Regions from separate parts of the Mus musculus genome. Here all the other regions are linked to region 2. The links are chromatin contacts, called in public Hi-C, HiCAR-type, HiChIP or PLAC-seq and promoter capture Hi-C maps. All regions are on one chromosome and are shown on one strand. Each heading gives the region's core, a stretch centred on a gene start, on an enhancer-like site or on the middle of the called end of the contact. The rest is flanking DNA. Distances are from core to core; before and after follow the strand shown.

The links. Promoter capture Hi-C pulls out the DNA fragments that hold promoters and counts their contacts. Hi-C and Micro-C count contacts between places; a contact is called where the count stands out from the background. HiCAR-type assays count read pairs that join an accessible place to other places. HiChIP or PLAC-seq counts read pairs in DNA pulled down with a chosen protein or histone mark.
Region 1: a HiCAR-type map of astrocytes shows a contact between it and region 2, with 7 times the contacts expected there. The contact joins the enhancer-like site here to the promoter of Foxp2 in region 2. A contact is called at or near these places in 3 of 39 promoter capture datasets (cranial neural crest, hippocampal neurons and liver) and 2 of 115 datasets of contacts at active chromatin or transcription factors (astrocytes and embryonic forebrain).
Region 3: a contact with region 2 is called in a Hi-C map of LSK cells, with 5 times the contacts expected there. The contact joins the promoter of Tes here to the promoter of Foxp2 in region 2. A contact is called at or near these places in 6 of 39 promoter capture datasets (3T3-L1-derived adipocytes, cranial neural crest, liver and 2 more), 1 of 484 Hi-C or Micro-C datasets (LSK cells) and 4 of 115 datasets of contacts at active chromatin or transcription factors (astrocytes, embryonic forebrain, embryonic hindbrain and 1 more).
Region 4: a contact with region 2 is called in a HiCAR-type map of astrocytes, with 6 times the contacts expected there. The contact joins the promoter of St7 here to the promoter of Foxp2 in region 2. A contact is called at or near these places in 1 of 39 promoter capture datasets (hippocampal neurons) and 1 of 115 datasets of contacts at active chromatin or transcription factors (astrocytes).
Region 5: a contact with region 2 is called in a promoter capture Hi-C map of embryonic stem cells, with 8 times the contacts expected there. The contact joins the promoter of Cav2 here to the promoter of Foxp2 in region 2. A contact is called at or near these places in 6 of 39 promoter capture datasets (cranial neural crest, embryonic stem cells, hippocampal neurons and 3 more) and 1 of 115 datasets of contacts at active chromatin or transcription factors (astrocytes).
Region 6: a contact with region 2 is called in a HiCAR-type map of astrocytes, with 5 times the contacts expected there. The contact joins the promoter of Met here to the promoter of Foxp2 in region 2. A contact is called at or near these places in 5 of 39 promoter capture datasets (cranial neural crest, hippocampal neurons, liver and 2 more), 2 of 115 datasets of contacts at active chromatin or transcription factors (astrocytes and embryonic forebrain) and 1 of 9 other capture datasets (liver).
Region 7: an H3K4me3 HiChIP or PLAC-seq map of embryonic forebrain shows a contact between it and region 2, with 8 times the contacts expected there. The contact joins the promoter of Cav1 here to the promoter of Foxp2 in region 2. A contact is called at or near these places in 4 of 39 promoter capture datasets (embryonic stem cells, hippocampal neurons, liver and 1 more), 1 of 484 Hi-C or Micro-C datasets (embryonic stem cells), 2 of 115 datasets of contacts at active chromatin or transcription factors (astrocytes and embryonic forebrain) and 1 of 9 other capture datasets (embryonic stem cells).

What each region holds. Positions count from the first base shown.
Region 1 is chr6:17,628,547-17,631,246 of GRCm38.p6, forward strand. No RefSeq gene overlaps it. Among named protein-coding and RNA genes, the nearest start is that of Capza2, 7.1 kb to the right of the region's middle. Within about 2 kb of position 1,400, at least 92 of the 459 cell types and tissues checked have an H3K27ac peak or open chromatin away from gene starts, as enhancers often do. A contact at or near this core is called in astrocytes and liver, where this site is marked.
Region 2 is chr6:14,900,029-14,902,728 of GRCm38.p6, forward strand. Foxp2 (forkhead box P2) reads left to right here and starts at 1,321. Exons shown (of 19, transcript NM_053242.4): 1 at 1,321-1,733.
Region 3 is chr6:17,063,822-17,066,521 of GRCm38.p6, forward strand. Tes (testis derived transcript) reads left to right here and starts at 1,328. Exons shown (of 7, transcript NM_207176.3): 1 at 1,328-1,492. The coding sequence starts at 1,466. Gm15473 (predicted gene 15473) reads right to left here and starts at 1,766. Exons shown (of 2, transcript NR_167659.1): 1 at 771-1,766.
Region 4 is chr6:17,692,547-17,695,246 of GRCm38.p6, forward strand. It overlaps St7 (suppression of tumorigenicity 7), which reads left to right and starts at 1,448. Exons shown (of 16, transcript NM_001289624.1): 1 at 1,448-1,816. The coding sequence starts at 1,666.
Region 5 is chr6:17,279,851-17,282,550 of GRCm38.p6, forward strand. It overlaps Cav2 (caveolin 2), which reads left to right and starts at 1,335. Exons shown (of 3, transcript NM_016900.4): 1 at 1,335-1,660; 2 at 2,045-2,232. The coding sequence starts at 1,511.
Region 6 is chr6:17,462,695-17,465,394 of GRCm38.p6, forward strand. Met (met proto-oncogene) reads left to right here and starts at 1,263. Exons shown (of 22, transcript NM_008591.2): 1 at 1,263-1,554.
Region 7 is chr6:17,304,899-17,307,598 of GRCm38.p6, forward strand. Cav1 (caveolin 1, caveolae protein) reads left to right here and starts at 1,437. Exons shown (of 3, transcript NM_007616.4): 1 at 1,437-1,581. The coding sequence starts at 1,552.

The DNA of each region.
Region 1 (2,700 bases), core at 150-2,649, 2.7 Mb after region 2:
TGTACGTGTGACCCACTTATGCCTTGCAGGACCACTGTTCTACAACTATTCACCTTTTCCTTTACACAGGAAGCCACGAGGGGGAATCGCAAAGCAAATTTAATGTTACTTAGTTATAAGTCAGAACCTGACTATTTCTTTCCTCTACATCTCTTTACATCTTCATGCCCCTGGCCCTGTCAATCAATTGGCTGCTTCAATTATTTGTTAGGCCTCAACTCTACTACTCAACTAGTAAAACTAGTCTCCAGAAGGGCTTTATTTCCCTAGAATCCCAAAGCTGTGTCTTCCCCCTCATTCCTTATTTACTTCTGAAGTTGAACTCAGGACGTTATGCATGCCAAGCACACGCCTTCCACTGAGCTACATCCATCTCCAGAGAAAACTCTTAAAAAACGAAGCCAAAATATGACTGAGGCTATAAATAATCTCTCTCAGATGCTCAAGCAAACTCTCATTTTAGTTATTATGTTCTGAACATCTTACCATCTTCATTCTGCCTCTTGGATATAAGTCTCAACACCCCTCTACCTACTTGGGGATGGCTTTGCAGGTCCCTAGGATTTGCATGAACTAGGGTTAAAGATACCTGGATGCTCAAAATTCTGTTTAAACTGGTGCAAGGCCTTTCTGGAACCCCAAGTCTCGCCTGTAATTTTGCTTGCTCAGCCTGGGAACTCCAGTTTCCCTTTTGTGTGGGCTCCAGAGCGGGGGAGGGAAACACAACACTTCCCTCTTTCTGCTCACTTCCCTCCCTTGCTACTCTTCTCCAACCCAGCGGGAGAAAGCCACAGAAGGCCTTTCCCATCTCCCAGTAGGCTCCTGATAATGATGAAGACAGTTCTGAAGTTGCAATAAAAAATATGCATGTAGTTTCTAAAGACACAGAATCCCTGTTTCCCCAAAACTCCCTGGTTAGCTGACACTAGGACTTTACATGGGAAAATAAGCTCAGGAAAATGGGGGTCATTTTTATGAAATGCAGCCTGCCTCTGAGACTTGAACATCAGTCTTTTGTTCCCCTCTCAGATCTGCTGGAGCTTGCTGCTTGCTTAGCATACAAATCTGAGCTACAGTGAATTCTCCTGAGCTATTCTAGGTTAACCACTGTTTTGCTTTCCAGAACAGCTCCCATTATACACACAACTGCAAAATAATTCAATTCTGTGGGGCCGTTGCCTTGATTAAAGACATTTATTGTGGCCAATCCCACGCACTTCATAACTTTCAGATTTCTTTTTCACTACGATTAACACAAATACATTTAGCATTTATTTTGTGTACATAAGATATTGGGATACCTTGATACACGCCTTAAATTACATGACTAAGCAAGTGTTCCCCTCCCCCCAAGCTCCCTGCCCCTCCCCCCTTTCTTTCACTCTCATTATCATCTGTATGAGAGAAGTGAAAGTAAAACCTAAGAGTTTTCTCCAGTGCCAAGGAAGGGATGGGCAGAGACCGGAGAAACTTGATTAAAGCATGCCTCGCAATGGCTGGTTTAATCAGGAGAATCACCATCTATGAACTATAGTCATAGAATCACACAAGGAAACAAAGAATTGTTAGAACTAGAGTTTGAAAACTAGACCTCAAACTGAACCAATAAGAATGCAAGCCAGATGAAAAGTGGACCAATGGTATTAAAAAACATACTCCCAAAGAAAATATGCAAATGACAGGCAAGTGAAAGCTAACGCTGTTGTGATGTGCACAAAACATTCACCAGCTTGGAACCATCAACAACTCTATCATGGAATTGGGAGAGGCTCTTAAGGTTCCACCCACCCTGTGGAGTTACTGGCTATTAATGGTTACTGGGACAATGAGAGTCCACCCTGCTTCTGTCCTCCCAATTGTAGATCAGTTGTTAAGTTGTTCATATTCTAGGTATGGGTGGGAGAGGTGGCTCAGCCTTTCAAGGCTAAGGCTCACAACCAAACAGACAAGTTAATCATGACCCCGTGAACAACCCCTCACTGATACTTATGCAGGTAACCATTGTTAAATTCAGTGGTCACAAAACAACAACAACAACAACAAAAAAAACAAAATGGAAATAGGAGTTCACTTGTTGAGAAGAAGAGGTTTGGTGGGAGTGGGGGGGGGAATAAGAAAGGTTAATTAGGTGGTGACAGTTCACATATATACATAGATGGAGATGTCAAAGAATACCACATTTCTTAAAAGGCAGGAATATTTTTAAAGGACGGATAGGGTAAGACAATGGGAGAGAGATAAATAGGAATAAAGTGACATACATGTATGAAATACCATAGGAAAACCCATTACCTTGCATGCTGACTTAATAAATCAACCATTTCCTAAAATAAGTCAGCTCACTTAAAAGTCATTGGAACAAAATATCATGGAAATCATCACATGAACATATCTTTATATTTTGTCTGTCTGATTAAGAATAAGGTTTATACAGGAGTGAGAATCAGCCCAAAGTAAGAAGATATGAAAATACCATAAGGAAACCTATTACTTTGTAAGCTCAAAATAAAAAAGAATTACATAAGTAAAATTAATAAACATGGATATTATATATTTGCACTGTGACCCGCCTTAAGTTTACATTTCAGTCATTAGCTATGTAATGTATCAGACTAAGAAATACATTTAAACAGTTGAATTTGCAAGTTTAAATCTTCTTTTGCCCAGTATTACAGTAGTGTAAATTCTCTCTCTGAGTTG
Region 2 (2,700 bases), core at 71-2,570:
TGAACGCCGACGGCTAAGGGTTAGGGGGCCAGTGGCCCGGGAGGGGCTGGCGGGAGAACCGCAGGAAGGAACTTCCTTCCCAAGCTAGGGTGGAGAGGGGCATCTTAGAAACACCCTCCCAGATTCAAGTCACAAGACCCTTCAGGGCCCGCCTTGATCTCCTCCGGCCCTTTCTCTGTCATCTCTTTCTTGGTCCTGCTCAGACCAGCCAGCTAGGTCGCACCACGCACAGTGGAGGAGGGACCTGGTGGCAGAAACCGAGCCGGAGCATCCCCCAACACCGGGGACACAGCTTTGAAGTGCACTGCGAGCGGGTTCTGGCAATTTCTACTTTTCTTTCATTCCTGTTATTTTTTTCTCCCTAGTCATTGATCCAGTCAGTCCCCAAAGCCTCATACTTTAAAAACAAAATTACACCTTGGTGGTGCCATCTCTTTTTCCAAGTCCCGCTTCGGTGACCTGGGCTGCGCGACTACATGGAAGCCCTAGCAGTACTGGCCCCAAGTGAGACAGGAGCCACGACAACCAAGAGTGAGAAAGGTTCTGCCTCTCCATCCAGGCCGCAGAGGCGCACACACAGGAGAGAAAGGCCAATCAGCGTGGCTGTGTTGGCGCGGGCTCCCTCTGTGACACTCTGTGCTTTAACTACCTGCCACCAAAGGCTTCGGATCCCTTCTAGGTTTTCTGCACTTCACGTGGAATCCCCTGTTTCATTTGCCAGCAGCTCCGTCTGCTGAGAGGACGTACTTTGGGGACTGCCAAGAAGCAGCAGACACAACTCGGCTGTGCCAATACAGCATACGGTTTTGTTCTCGCCTCCCTCCCCACCCCCATCCCCGACTCGCCGTCTGGGGCGGCAGGAGGAGGCGGAGCTGGAGGTGGGGAGAAGGGTGGGGGTGGGGGAAACGGGGCAGAACAAACAAGTTCTCTAGCAAGTTGTTTACATAGCAGGTGGACCTGACGTCATCCAGGAGGCTCCACCGCAAAGCCCAGCAACATTCTGGCCCGCGATTTCTCCCATCTCTGGAAAAAGTTGGGGGGGGGGCATGAAGAGATTGATGGAGTTCAAACCACTTTAAAAAAATCATCATCATAATCATCATCAACAACAACAACAACCCCAACTTAGCAAAGTAAGACAAAACAAGTGCCCCAACAGTACTTAAGAGTGTTCTAGGAGGTCCCTTCCCCCTGCCCGCCCCTCATAGGAGAAGCTGCTCTGCTCTCAGTGTGTGCATAGTTTGCATCGCCAACAACTCGCGCGCGCGCCCGGGTGCGCGCGCCCGCCGGTGCACGCACACATACACTCACATACGCACACACACACACACACATACAAGCGCGCGCGCACACACATACACACAGACACACACACACACCAACACACACATACATACAGAGATCCGGGTTGTGGGGGGAGCTGCCAGCGCGAGACAGCGCGAGCCTCCGAGAAAGCGCGAGACACGCCGGCGCGTGCAGCTCCCCGGCCGCAGCTTCGTCCCGGCCGGAGCCCGGCGCCACCAGCAGTTCATCCGTCAGTGCCCGCCCAGGGCATTTATGCCGCGGCCGCGACTTCCCGCCGCAGCTTCCTCGGGTCCCCCCTCCCCTGGTGTCCCCGAACTCGCGGCCGCGGCTGCCGGGACTCGAGCGTGGGTGTGTTGTTCCGGGGCTTCTGCCTGGGTGCACAGCGGGTGCCACCTCCTGGGACGCTGCCCTCGGGGTCCCCGATCGCGGTAAGTTTCTTCGCCCTCACTCAGACGCTCTGCACTCCGCACCCCACCCTGTCCCAAGCACAGCCACGCGCGGCCAGACTGCGACTTTGCTCCACGCTGATCCGGTCGCGCAGCAAAGTTTCGCCCCAGAGCCTGCTGCTCCGCGCTGCGGGGCCAGGGTGACATGTGTCAGATTTCCACATAGGGCAGGGGTCGCATTTGCGTCGAGACCCAACATCGCCACTTGTTGTTTCTTTGCATTTTGCTGTGTGATGGGGAAAGGGGTGTGCAGGAAAATGAGATTTCTCTGTGGGCTCCGGGATGAATTATTTATTTATTTATTCATTTATTTATTTATTTTCGTTTTGAATATGCAGATTGTTGTATCGTCCAGAGATGCTGGAGGAAGAAATGTGTCGAAACACCAGATGCGTTTGTTTACTCTTATAAAAAAATGTTTGTTGTCTTTCCCTCTTCCCTCCCACTCCCTCTAGGGAAGAGAGACAGCAGTAGAAACATGTGGTGGTTAGAAGCGCACACTTTATTGATGAGACTGCTGACCTTTATTTACTAAAGCGGGCAAGTGCGCGTTTCTTGGGTCTTCAGCACTTCTGCTTTCATCTCAGAAGTACTTATCCAGGAACCAGAGAGGCATCAAGGGGACACTTCTTTTCTCTCTAGTTAAGAAACTCCTGGCCCCTAGTGACTCCTGAGATAACCATGCATTTCTCGGGCCACTCCTGATCACTCTCTTCCACTTGTCTGCTAGCCAGCAAGGCCTGCGGCTTCCCAATGGATCCGTCCTGGTTTTACTTTCCTTCCACTTTGGGAAGTGCTCCTTGTTCTGTGTGTGGGTGTCACAGCTTGCAGCCCCTGGGAGAGGGCATGTGGGAGGGGCACAGACACCTTGGTGAGAAAGGGTTTCTCCCTAGCCTTTTTTTTTCTTTCTCCTTCCTTCCTTCTCTCCTTCCTTCCTTCCTTCCTTCCT
Region 3 (2,700 bases), core at 78-2,577, 2.2 Mb after region 2:
CAAGTACAACAGTATATAAAGTGTTGGCTAAAGTGTATTTTGAAGTGCTTTAGTTACCAAATGTCCAGACGTAAAATGAAACATCTCGACCCAAGTATCTGCATTATATGGAGATTTTATTTTTAATATCACGTGCATATAGAGGAAAACATATATACATATGCATATGTAGACGCTGGACTAGGAGATCACCAGATACCTAGCCATCAACAATTTCTATGTAGTAGGAACTGAATAAAATTACTTCGGGCTAGAGAGATGGTTCTGTTGTTAAAAGCTCCTGCTGCTCTTGCAGAGGACTTGATTTCAGTTCCCATCCCCCAAGGCAGGGGCCTCACGGCGGCCTGGAACTCCAACCTCAGAAGATTCTACTTATTCTGGGCTCTAAGTGAACCTGCTCTCAAAAGTAGGCATGCTCACACATAGATGCATAATTAACTCACACCCCCTGTCCCCCCAATTTACTGGGACTCAAGCTCTGTTCCCAATATGTTGTATCTGAGAGGTGCCTGTACTTCGGGGCCTACAGATCCTTGCAAGATGTATGAAGTAAATTAATCCCTAGGGTCCTCCACGCCCCAACAATCCAAGATGAGGTTCTTTCCGCAATAGCTATTGAAAGAAAAGATAGAATGGGTTCTTGGTGGCCCAGGCTTCTGTGAGACCGCAGTTTGAAACTAGACTTCACGAGAAGCAAGAGCAGCTCGCCTTTTTCCCACTTAGTAGGTCCAAAAAGGGAACCCTGTTTCCCAAACAAGGACACCACTTACTTCTGCAGTAGTTGCTGTGAGCCTCCCGTTGCTTTTTAGTGTTGAGTGCTCACAAAACAATATAGTGGTAGTCTTGATGGGCATCAACGATGTGAGAGAAGCTTCCTTGGAAGTGCACAGGACTCTAGAGAAAGCATTGGAGAAATGGACATCTCCACCATTCAATAGTGAAACCAGGGCCCGTGCTCATCTCTGGGATGCCCAAGGAGCTCCATGACTTCTTTTTGTCTCTGAAATCAGCCAAGAAGTTGGTACTGGGAGGGTCACTCACTCCTCTTGGCCTGCTTGAAAAGTCCTCGGACACACAAGTACAACTACCGAAATGTAAAGGTATGGGTCTGCTCTTCAGCTGGAGGAAAGGATGGCCCCACAGAAGTCCAGTGGGTGCAAGGCTTTGAAGAAACTAAGTCGGTGCGCCCAGGGAACTCCGCAGGGCCCCGCCCCTCGCGGCCCCGCCCCTCACCTTGCTAGCGGCACGCTCTGGCTGCGAAGGTGCGTGCGGCGCGCGCTGATTGGCCGCTACCCGGCACTGCCCCGCTGCCATTGGCTGCCAGGGCCTCTTTGTTCCAGGTCCCAGCCGCTGCCGAACCGGGCTGCGGAAGTTCGAGTGCCCATGCTGAGTAGCAGCGGCAGCGGCGCCGGAGTTCCCGCAGCGGAGATCGCGGACGCGGGACTGAGCCCCTCCGACGCCCAGTATGGACCTGGAAACCAAAATGAAGAAGGTGAGTGGGGCGGGCGACGGGCGTGGTCGCCTCACCTGAGCGCGGGAGCTGGTCCGGGTTCCGGGACCAGACCCGGTGGGTGCGGCTGGAGGATGACTCCCCGGACCCCGATCCCTTGGGTGACTGTCGCTGCGGAGCGGGACCCTGCAACTCGCTGTCTCTGCGCCTGAAACTTTTCGGAAAACCTTTCGGCCACGCCTTCCCCCAAGCCCTGGGCGAAGTCTTAGGCGAGGTGGTGGCTGACACCGCTTCCTGCCTGGGGAAGCAGCGCTCTGGGGAGCCTGTGTGATTCAGTGATGTGGCTTTGACATCCTCCTCCCCTGCAGTCTGGCTGCCCCAGGCGCTCTAAAGTGGCTGCTGACTGGTGACACTTCCTTCACACCCGCGCCTGCTGATAACTTCTGAAGTGATGACTTTTGGGGGATGTGTATGTGTTTCACTTATGGCTTGAGTGCCAAAACACTGTCTCCTTCTTGCGGAGTTAATTCTCAAAAGAAAATGCCGTTTGGCAGCCAGGCACAAACAGCGGTCATTGCAGGTGCTCAGCGGCCCCGCCTGCGGAGCACCCTCCTGGCTGCTCCTGGTGTCCAGGCTATAAAGGCCCTACCTGAGGAGCTCCGAGATTAGGTCTCTCAGGTCGCCTGGGAGAAAGAGGTGGGGACCAGACTATGACTCAAAAGAATGCTGACGTCACATTCTATTGTAACTTTCGACCTTAAAGGTCTTGTTCTCGGGAATTGCGCCTGTTTTCTTTCAAGTGAATTTAAGTTAGTTGGTCATTTTTCAAATAAGGAAGGAAGTTGTGCACAGTAAGAAAGCCAAGTTGAGGAAACTTTCTTCTGCGGCTTTGCAGTTGCAGGTTCATCTTCTAAAAGGGAATTTCTATTTTGTGCCAGAATTGAAGGTTTCAAATCGTATGCAAATATATGGTATGAGGTTTAGGAAGCTGTTGATAAATAAAAATTTGAACCTAGGAAACAGTTCCTTGGTCTCTTCTGATTAAAATCAACACTCAGAAGGGAAGGGAAGAACAGGAAATAGAAGATTCTTTCTAGTCTCTTCCTGTTTGATATTTATTCTTTTAACGTGTGTTTTGGTTACCTGTGCTTGCCACTTAGAAAGCAGCGGATGTGCTGTGTAGTCTTCTGTTGATGAACACACACTGAACTTACTGAGTTTTTATATAAGAACGTCTTTAGGTGTTTGTC
Region 4 (2,700 bases), core at 198-2,697, 2.8 Mb after region 2:
GCAATTGAGTTTGCCACCTGGAACTGTCACAAACAGGCCCCACATCTACAAATTAACTCAGCCTGTTTTACTATGGAAGAAACTACAAGTCCTTGTAGGAGCAGAAAGGTGTAACACCTCTCCACACCCACTGTAAGGGCCGCAGCCAACACTCCCATATATCAGGATGCAAAAGAAAAAGCATGATAAATGAAGCCTGAAAGAATTTGAGAAACCTCTTTTCGTTCAGGTAATAACGTGAAGGTGACAGGCTGAGGGGAAAGGTCTCGCAAAGCCGGCATGTCCACATTCTTGGCCTCTCCCTAACATTCTTTCTTCTGGAGGTTTTTGAGGTAGAGTGTCCTGGAATGAGGGGCTTCAAAGGAGGAGGGGGAAGGGAGAAAAGATCGAGCTTTCCATGTTTTATAGTTTAGTCTGAGGGAGATGCATTCTGATTTCTACAATGCACCTTGAAGTAGGGGAATTTTGGTTTCCGGGAACTGGCTTTGCTTTGGGGGACACACAAGGTATGAAAAAAGGACAGGAGCTCAGAGACACCTTGCTTCTGAGGCCTTTCCAATTCCCTTCCATTCAAGGCAGCCAGCACGCCAGCACAAGGTGTCCCATTTTGAGGTAATGCATTCTGAGCTTAATCATGAGCAATATAAAAATTATAATAAGGTAAGCTGTTCAGTGATGAATTTTAATGTCTTGGTTATAGTTGGGAAAGTCTGCGTTTGCTTCATTTAACATTGAATACATTAAAAGTCAAGAAACAGACTCGGAGCTAGCACCTAAAGCCTTGTGTAAAATATACTATTTTATTTAACCGTGGGAAAATGTTCATAATGTGGTTTTATTTTTATTCATTTTTCATTAGGTTCTGATGAAGTACGCCAAAGTTAAACTAGGGAATTGCTTATATGTTAAAAACAAAAACAAAACGAGTAAAGACTTGTTTGAATGGCGATCACTTGGAAAATAGGAAGAAAAAGAAATACGTATGTTGTCAGTTTCTCTGGAAAACCCTTCACCGTGCTGTTTGGGAAAAACAAAACAAATAGCAGAAGCTAGTACAAAGGGAACCAAAATTTCTCTTCAGGCCTAATGAGCAGGAGTGCATCTCTTCTAGCTCGTCTGGATTTCATTGATACCTTTAAGCCCCAGTCCTGGGAGACACAGCTTTAAGACTCCTGGAAACCTTGTTTACGTCCTGGAAATCTTGATTGCAACCGAATTCTGACTCCACTTTAAGGTAGACCTAGGAACGCTTTGGGCCTCAGTTTCCCTCCGTCTATCACCCCAGGACCTGGCAACTGTTGCAGGCTCCCCCCCCAGACATTACAAAGTGTGTGGAGCACGCCCGGCTCTCGGAAGCGCTCTACACCCGCGAGCTGTTACGTCAGTGGGTCCCTCGGCGGCGCCCGGGCTGTCCTCCTAAAATACTAGTACAAGAAGTATAAATGGCCCGGGAGAGTGCAGGGACCGGGCCCACGTGACCGCTCCACGAAGGCCACCGGCGGGGGCTCGGAGCGCAGGCCGCGCGCTTTCCCGCCGCATCCGGGCGCCGGGCGAGCTCCGGGGACGCCGGGCCCTGGCGGCGGCGGCGGCTCGAGCCGTGCCTCGGGCGGGTGAATCATCCCGGCCGACAGCGAGCGCCGCGGCGGCCCGTAGCAGCGCCGGAAGATGGCCGAGGCGGGCGCGGGCTTCCTGGAGCAGCTCAAGTCCTGCATCGTGTGGTCGTGGACCTATCTGTGGACCGTGTGGTTCTTCCTCGTGCTCTTCCTGGTCTACATCCTGAGGGTGCCCCTGAGGATCAACGACAACCTGAGCACAGGTCAGGCCCGGCCCGGCCCGGCCCGGCTCCGCTCGGCCGCCCCTCCCCCGCCCCGGGAAAGTTAGTGCAAAGTCGCGCGGCGGGGTCGCGGCCGGCGGGGACGCGCGCTCCGGGACGCGCCGCCTCAGGTGGCCGCCGCAGCCCCGCGGCCTTCGCGAGTCCCACCCCCACCCCCGCGCGCGGAGTGTCCCCTTCCGTCCCCGCGGGTCCCCGCCGAGCCCCGGGAGCTCGCGAGTCTCGCCGGCGCTCGAGCGTCCGAACCGCGCCGAGGAGGCATGTCCTGCTCCCGGCTGCGCCGCCAGGGCCCACGCATGGCTCGGGCCGAGGGCGCGCGCGAGTGGAGAGAGAGCCTTGTCCCGGAGGGTGTCGCTGTGGTGTGGACGGGGAGGGCATGTCCGTAGGTCCCTCTAGGAGCGTGGATGACGTGTCAGGTCACCCAACGGAATGTCGAGGGGACACGCGGACCGCGCGCGGGGAATCTGGAATGTCTGACGTCCCCAGCTGAAGTTGTCCTGTTCTCGGCTGAGCCCTCTCTAAAGCGCGCGGGGCTAAACAAGTGTGCATGTATGTGGTGACTGTGGTCCTGATAAACTTGCAGCAGGCCACCCCAGATGTTAAAAACCAAGGAGGGCAAACTTAGGCTAAGGACACCCCAGAGACAATTCAGAAACAAAATGCACGTTGAAGGAAGGCTTACAGCCCTTTGAGTCTGCAAATTTTATTGCACACTACGCTGGGAAGTCTTTACAGTTCTGACTTATTTACAGACATAGATACACATTCACATATATCTGTCTTCTGTTATTTTAATTTGCATTGTCTACAATACCAAGGTTGGAAATGAATTTCCCATGACCATAACTGGAAATGGAGGACCAGTGGGA
Region 5 (2,700 bases), core at 85-2,584, 2.4 Mb after region 2:
GGCCTCCCCTTCAAACTCCTGCCATCGGGCGTAGCATCTAGACCCTATCTGATTCTCAGAAAGTCCGAATGAATGCAGGATGGTGAAGTGCTGAGAAAACAGTGAGTGTAAGGCCTATACCACCCCTTCGAATTAAAAAGGATTTAAATAAAACCAGGAAGGAAAAGTATAATCAGGGGGAGGGGGAAGCTTGAGTAACGGGACTCGGTGAGGGGGCGAGAGAAGAAGCCTCCAGGACGTGGGATTCAACCCTGCGCCATTCTGCATTACTGACATGATGACCCACACACTGCAGTGGAAGAAGATACACTCCCTATTCAACTATGACATTTAGAGTTTTGCCTTCCAAATATGTTCTCCGATCAGTTCCCAGGTTGTTTAGTTGGTTGTTTTGTAACTTGTATTACTCCCCAAATAGCCTTTCCTTTTCCAAAGAAACCTTCAAATCCATTTCCTACAAGGGATTTGATTTGTGCAGCAGGCTCTAAAGCCGGCTGTCCAGAGCAATGCCCATTCTTTGGTACTATAGTTTGGGGTCTGGGCAAACTGAAAGCATCATTCCATATCTATACTCACCAAGTTCCTATTTCGCGCAGGCAAAGTTTTAGGTTACCAGATGGCAAACTCTTTATGCCAACTCCTCCCTACTGAAGCTCTTGAGAGAATGGTCAGCGGGCTTATCCATGTACCATGATGTAGTTATATGCTTGTTTATGCTGCTCCTACGATGGCATTACAGACCTGTCTGCACGGCATTAGTTCCTGCAGTCTTTGAACAAAATCCTGATTTAAGGGAAAATCCAAAGTTAGTTGTAGTTTGGAGGCAGAAGAGCAGACCTATCCTTGGGGTATGATGGCAACAAACTCCTATAACAACTTACATAACCAACTCTGGGGAAACAAAAACAAAACGAAAGGGCTGCTGCAGTCCATTATCTATCAACAAGGTACGCCTTAGCCTCACGATTCAGCTACAATGCTTGCTGTGAGTTGGGGACCAAGTAAAAGTTAGGAATTAACATCTCATTCTCTCAGGATAGCTCTGAGGAGCAGGTGCCACAACTCTAATCCAACCAGTAGATGCATGTAGACTTCCCTAATGCTTGCCCCCTAGCACCTCCAGACCTTCTTCCAGTACACACACCTCCCTGACCAATCTGTCTGCCTTTAAGCATCCCTGTTCGGACTGCAAGCCAAGTGGCCCGGGAGGTCTGCTTTGCCCGGCTTCACCAAGCCAGGAGATGACTCATCGAGCCGGTTCCCCGGGCTCCTTGGGGCTTTGGCAAACAACTGGAGAGGTGCCCTCCCTCCCCGCAGGCCCGGCGGGGCGGGGCGGGGTTCGGCCAGCCAAGGCTGGGAGCGGGAACCGGCAGCGGGAAGCGGCCGCCGCCCGGGCAGCCCGAGGCTAGGCAGGGCGAAGCCAGGCGGGGCGGGGCTGAGCGCCACGGGAAGGGGAGGCAGGGCTGCCTAGGGACCGAACGACCGAGCCACTCTTGCAACGCCAGCCACGATGGGGCTGGAGACCGAGAAGGCCGATGTGCAGCTCTTCATGGCCGATGACGCCTACAGCCACCACAGTGGCGTTGACTACGCAGATCCTGAGAAGTATGTTGACTCGAGTCACGACCGGGATCCTCACCAGCTCAACTCTCATCTCAAGGTGAGTTTCAGGCTGGGCTATCACTCATCTAGGCTGGAGGCTGCTAAGGGTCCCTTGTATGCTGCAGGAGGATGACTCTTGACCTTCTCCCCAACAGTGGGGGTTGGTCCCATTGCTAATGCTGGTTCCATTGGCACTCTGCCCTGGTCCCACAGCCTTCAGGCTCCCTGAACAGCCACACAGTGTCCAACTCCTGTGTGCCCAGTGTCACTCTAAGAAAAGCTGAAGATACTCTAGCCAGGTCGCCTTTCCTTCGGACTTCCCCTTCTTAGAGTGCTTCTGCCACCACACCCCCCACCCCCACCAACTTCGTTCCCTCCCCACCCCGACCCTATCCCCGACAGGTTGGATGACGTCATGAGTCCTTGCATCTTGTCTCTGCAGCTAGGCTTCGAGGATCTGATTGCAGAGCCTGAGACTACACACTCCTTTGACAAAGTGTGGATCTGCAGCCATGCTCTCTTTGAAATCAGCAAATATGTGATGTACAAGTTCCTGACCGTATTTCTGGCCATCCCCTTGGCCTTCATTGCGGGTATCCTGTTTGCTACCCTCAGCTGTCTGCACATCTGGTGAGAGGGGACACATGGGTTGATTCTGAAGCTTACAGAAGTTTTTGCCACCTGCTCTCTGCTCTTCCTATTTCCCAGGGCCCATTTGCAGAGAAAACGCTTACATTAGTTCCCAAGGGTAACAAGACCTGAGAAATCTTGAAGGGCAGTGTGCTTTCTTTAGAATAATAGTCCCGGCTGAGAGTTTAAACAGAAGGAAGCAAGGGCCTCTTTCCTGGGTGTGATTTTTCCTTCCATGCAGAAGGCTGAGCTGAGTGTGGAGGTGGGGGCTGGAAGGCCACTTCCTGTCATAGGCTGCTCTCTCCAGGGCCTGTTGTGACTCGTGCCTGTGGTTCTGGGCAGGTCCTTTCCTCCTTTCATTGACTTTTATTCAGTCACCATCTGTGCTTGGGCAAAACAAACGTTGATCTCAGAGAAAACAGCGCTTACATTCTGACCCTTGGAGAAGGGCAGACTTTAGTAAAACAG
Region 6 (2,700 bases), core at 13-2,512, 2.6 Mb after region 2:
CAAAATGATTCCGTGCAGGCCTCCAAAACTGTAATAGGAACTTTCCTTTTCCATCAAACTGAGGAGTGGTGAGGTAAACTGCTCTTGGGACTGAAATAGCTCTGTCTAGTGTCTGGTAATGTACTGAACACATACATAGCGCAGTTATAAGAAATGTATGAGACCTTCCTTGTCTTTGCTCTGTGTGTAAGACGTGTCCCCTGCACCTGTATAGTGGCTGTGGCTTGAATGACTCTCAAAGTTACTTCTATACATACCTCTATGTCCATTATCGAATCAGCTCTTCTGACAATTGGAAAGAACTCCTATTCTAAAAGGCAATGGATTCCTTAGATCCTTTCACCTTATTGTATCCTTGTAGGGAAATGCAAAATTTTAGAAACGATTCTAATAAACGAATCTTCCTAAGTAAATCCTTTTCAATTTCTTTTAATATTCGAGATTTGAACTTATGTGTTGGATTTGTTAGTTGCTATTTGTCTATGTAACCGCCTTGTGTCCATTTGTCTATTTAATTACCCTGTGTCCAGCTATGAGGAAAAAAAAGTGAAAATTAACCAGAAGCCTCCCCTGGGTTAAACTCCTGGGGTTCTTCCAGAAATCTGAGAAATTATACTAGGGGGATAATGATTGCAAAATGAAATCATTGGGACAATCCGTCCATGCACTCCCAACATTGTCTGTGACAATGAGCGCCTTGTTTCCGTGGCGCCTAGATCTCTGTCCACGCGGGTGAGTGCGGGGCCGCCACCTCGGGCGTGAGAGAGGCTGCAGCTCCGGGGTGCGCCAGGGGGTGCGTGCGCTTTGCGCGGGTGACTTTGGAGCACCAGGAGGGGGAGACTCGGGGCCACTGATCTCCCTCTGCGCTGGCTTCAGACTCCAGAACTGGAGGAGGAAGAGAAAGCGCATAGCTGGGGAGAGGGAAACTTCTCCACCTAGAAAGTTTCACCTTGCCGAGGGCGGGGGGTGGGGCGGGGCTTGAGGAAGTGCGACCCCCCGGGCTAAGCGTACTGGCTGCGGGAAGGGCGGGGACGCCAACCCCCCCCCCCCCAACCCTCCAAGGGTGGTGCCAGTCCCCATCTCGGGCCCCAGGAGGGACCGTTGGGGACAAACCTAGAGCGACAGGGACGAACAGACACGTGCTGGGGCGGGTACCCGGGTCTCTTCGCCTCCAGCCCGGACGCGCCCGGGCGCCGCTGTTGCCCGGCTGAGTCACGGGCCGGGCAGGGCGCGTGTGGGAAGGGGCGGAGCAGTCCGAGGGCGCTCGGCGGGGTTCGGCCCGGGCCGCAGGTGACCCGGACGGCCTCGCCGCCCGCAGCGTCCGAGCCCGGGTGACCCTGTGCGGAGCCAGATGCTGGGCGACCGCTGACTCGCTGGAGAAGGGCGGAGCGCGCGGGTGGTCCCCAGCCGGCTGACTTCGGCGCCGCGCGCTCCGGGCACCCCAAGGTACAAACTCCAGCCGCGTCGATCAGGCACCCAGCCTCTCCCAGCCCCTCTGCTTTCTTTGTTCCACTAAGGGAACTGGCTACTGCTCTGGAGGACAAGACCACCGAGGTGGGTGCGAGCCCGGGGGCTTAGGAAACTGAAGGTATGGGGTCGGGGAGGTGCAAACTAGAATTGAGCTTGTCGCTTTAGAAGGAGTGTTGTTGACGGCCACCTGTGTGACTCAGGGGCGCCAAGAGCATTAGGTGCTCCAGGGCTGCTGTAGCTCTGCAAGTTTCACCTCTGGGATCTGACTCAGCCCTTACAGAAGGGATCGGTCACCCTGTCCAGGGTGATACAGCCGGCAAGGTTTGAGCCCAGCTATTTCCTTGTTCCTAGTCTTGCTTTATCTGCCTTGAGGGAGCGCGCGAGGAGGGGGTGGGGGTGTCTTTCTCAAGGGCAGGTGTTTCTGGGATGGTCTGAATTTTTTATTCCTGGCAAACACACGGAGGGTGTGATCCATCATTTTCTATCCCACTTTATCTTTTTTTTTTCCTGGGACTCAGTGGAGGTGAAATACATTATAACCAGAGGTCAGGTAGTCTGGCTAGTAGCGGTGTAATTATTAAAAGACCAAAGAAAGTACAATGCAGAATTTATTCCAAACTGTGGTTTCCCATTTCCTACCTTTTTATGTTTAGAAGAGCCATTTGCTAATTTGGCAGTTGGCAGGGGTTCTAGGGGCTCACGCATGAATGCTCGTCCAGTGGCTTTTCCCTTATCACAGGCTTCTGTTCAAAGCAGCTCTGGGGCAGAATGAAAAATTGTCAACTTTCTTAAGCAAAATAATCAGGAGGCTCTAATGGCCAAGTTAAAACGGTCCATGACTATGAGGAGATTGTAAACGCTGTAACTGGATAGAATATAGACAGAATTTTAGGAAGACTGTCAGCATTTTGTAGCATTGGGTGGAGGTTTATTCTGTCGCTTCCAGCAGCCAGCCACACACACACACATTGCCATGCAAATGGATTCAGCAGAACGTTATTTTCCTTTATAGCTCAACTATTATAGCTGACTAATGAATTTCCTCTGCATGGAGATGATCTGAAAACGATGTACACGGTGTTTCCCTTTGCTACTGGGACATAAATTGTGCTTTTATGCCCCAGTGTTAGTGTTGCCCGGATTATTTACAGGTATATAGCTTTCCTCTCCAGCTGGAAGCTTCCTCGGCTTTGTTCACAAGTGTAAATTTCCACTGTGGAGCAGGAGTGG
Region 7 (2,700 bases), core at 187-2,686, 2.4 Mb after region 2:
ACAACATACTGCTAACCACCCTCATTAGATTAGTATGACAAATGCAAGTGCTGAAATAGCACGCCGTTCCCATTAGCTATGGGTGTCACACCCTGATAAAAATAAATAAATTATTCATAAATAATATATTTATAATTTATAATAAAATGTATTATAAATTTATAATTAATCAAATAATTAATTAACAATTGCTTCCCTATCAGCCGGGGACCCAGGTTACTGGTCTTTTCAGGTCTTCTTTCCAGCTAGATGATCAGTTCTTTCAGGGTTCCATTTTATCTGTTTTCAAGCCCTGGGATTCCTCTTCATCCTTCTCATGAGCCCGTGCTCCTGCTTCTTGGAAACAATTTTAAAAATGTACTCTCTGTCCTTTCCAGTGTGCATTGGGAGTGTTTGCATAGGAATGCTTAGGTAAAAATTTCCTTTCATCCTTGAGGTGGTGGGGAGTAAACTGCTTAGTTACTGTCTCTAATTAGTTACTCTTTCCTTTAGTAAAAAGCAACTATAGTTTATCTTATTTTTCCTTACAATAAGACAAAGGAGGCTGGCCAGCTTTTGAAACTGATATTTTAGTTGTTAACTTAAAAAGAAAAACTACTTTGTCAAAAAATAAAACAAACAAACAAACAAACAAAAAACATTCTCTCACAGTCAAGCACATATTCCTGCGCTTGGATCCTCTATGGCAGAGGATGTAGTTCAGTGGTAGAGTGTTTAATCTCCAGGCAGAATACACAAAGCCCTGGGTTCGAACTCGTCGATCTTGAGCCAAGAAAAAAAAAAAAAACAAAAAAAACAAAAACAAAAACAAAAAACTCTCTAGTAACAAGCTTGAACCTCTAAGTAAAATTTTCTGCAGTTGAAAATACTCAAAGTGCTTATGGTTACTGTATAACCTGCTGGTAGGGATTTCATTTTCTTTATTGCAGAGGCGCCCACACAGATTGCTTCGTTGTGTTTATATTTAAAAAAAAAAAAAATGTTCCCTCAGGTTCCCAGCCATCTCGCTTCTATATCTTTCTCTGTGAAACAAGGAGACAGATCAGTTCTACGTGGGCGAATTGGGAGGGGAGGCAGCTTAGGACAGGGCAGAATTCTTTCTGCAGAGCCGGATGCCCATACTGGGCATCTCTGCAGACTCTTGGGCTCCCTCCACCCCTGCTGAGATGATGCACTGGGAAAACACGCGCTCTCCCCTGGATGCCTCTCTGTAGGTTTATAGCTGGGAAAACGTTGCCTCGAGTCTAAAATATCTGCCCAAACTGCCTAGCTCTGATGAAGGCTTTCTCACAGGCTCTCAGCTCCCCGCCGGCACTCCCCGCCCTCTGCTGCCAGAACCTTGGGGATGTGCCTAGACCCGGCGCAGAGCACGTCCTAGCCAACTGAGAGCAGAACAAACCCCTGGCGAACAGCCAAGAGGCTCCCTCCCAGCCACCGCCCCCCGCCAGCGCCTTTCCCCCCTCTATACAATACAAGATCTTCCTTCCTCAGTTCTCTTAAATCACAGCCCAGGGAAACCTCCTCAGAGCCTGCAGCCAGCCACGCGCCAGCATGTCTGGGGGCAAATACGTAGACTCCGAGGTAGGCTTGGGTGAGGGCTCCAAAGTGCCTGCTTTTGCTATCTTCCACTCCAAATGCTCGGACTGCTTTCCTCGCCCCAGCCCGCTCTCCACCTTCGCGGCACTCGAGCTGGCACCTTGGAGGAATGGGCTGGGTGGGGAGGTGAAAAGCTAGGAATGTCTTAGGGCTTCCTTTTGGAGAGGAGACCAATGGAGCCAAAAGGGGAAAGAAGGAGACCCGGTCTGCCAGACTTAGAAAAGTTTTCCAGATGACACGTTCGCGAGACCCCACTGCGGTCCAGCCCGTACCTACTGGGAGGCTTAGGGCTGCTGCTCAGTGTGTGTGTGTGTGTGTGTGTGTGTGTGTGTGTGTGTGTGTGTGTGTGTGTGTGTGTGTTCGGGGGAAGGAGATTCATTTGGACAGTGTCCCCCCACCCCAACCCCCCAGGAGCCTAAAGTGGCTGGCTTGGGCAGCGGCATGCGTGTATTGCACTTAGCGAAGTTCTCGAGAACTTCAATAGTTTTTTCTGCCCCTGAGAGGCCCGGGCGGGGGGAGTTCCGAGGTGGGGGAAGCCTCCTTCCTCCCTCACAAGTACCACCGCCATTGTCAACTCCTTCTTGGCACTCAGGTGGACTAAACGTGGAGACCCCGGTTCCCAAATAGGGCTACGATTCAGCTTGGAGTAGACAGCCTGAGAGTGATCTAAGTAAGGGTGGGTCAGGCAGTTCTTCAGATGGCATGTCCTCTGGGGCATGGGGGTGGGGGTGACAGGTCTTGGCACATGCCTCAGCCTAAAGAAGTATGTTAGATTGTGAGCCACTTATTCACCCCCACGGCCTAAGAAAAACCAGGGAGTAAAGGTGGGTTTTAAAAGGGGGTAGGGGCTGTGGCAGGTGCAAGGAAGAAGCACGGAGGGACAGTGAAGATGGGACCATTACGTCTGTCAGTTTGGTCCAGAGTGATCTTGATAATGTTGAAAGGGACCTTAGGACAGTGTTAAGGGTTAAGAGAGGGACCACGGAGCAGGTGAGGTTGTGGGGTCATAGGTCTGGCGGAGAGAAGGAATACAGAGGAGGAGGAACGGGAACCCCAGCCCCTGGGCTGGGGAGTCAGGGCCGAGAGCCGTGGGGAGCAGGAGGG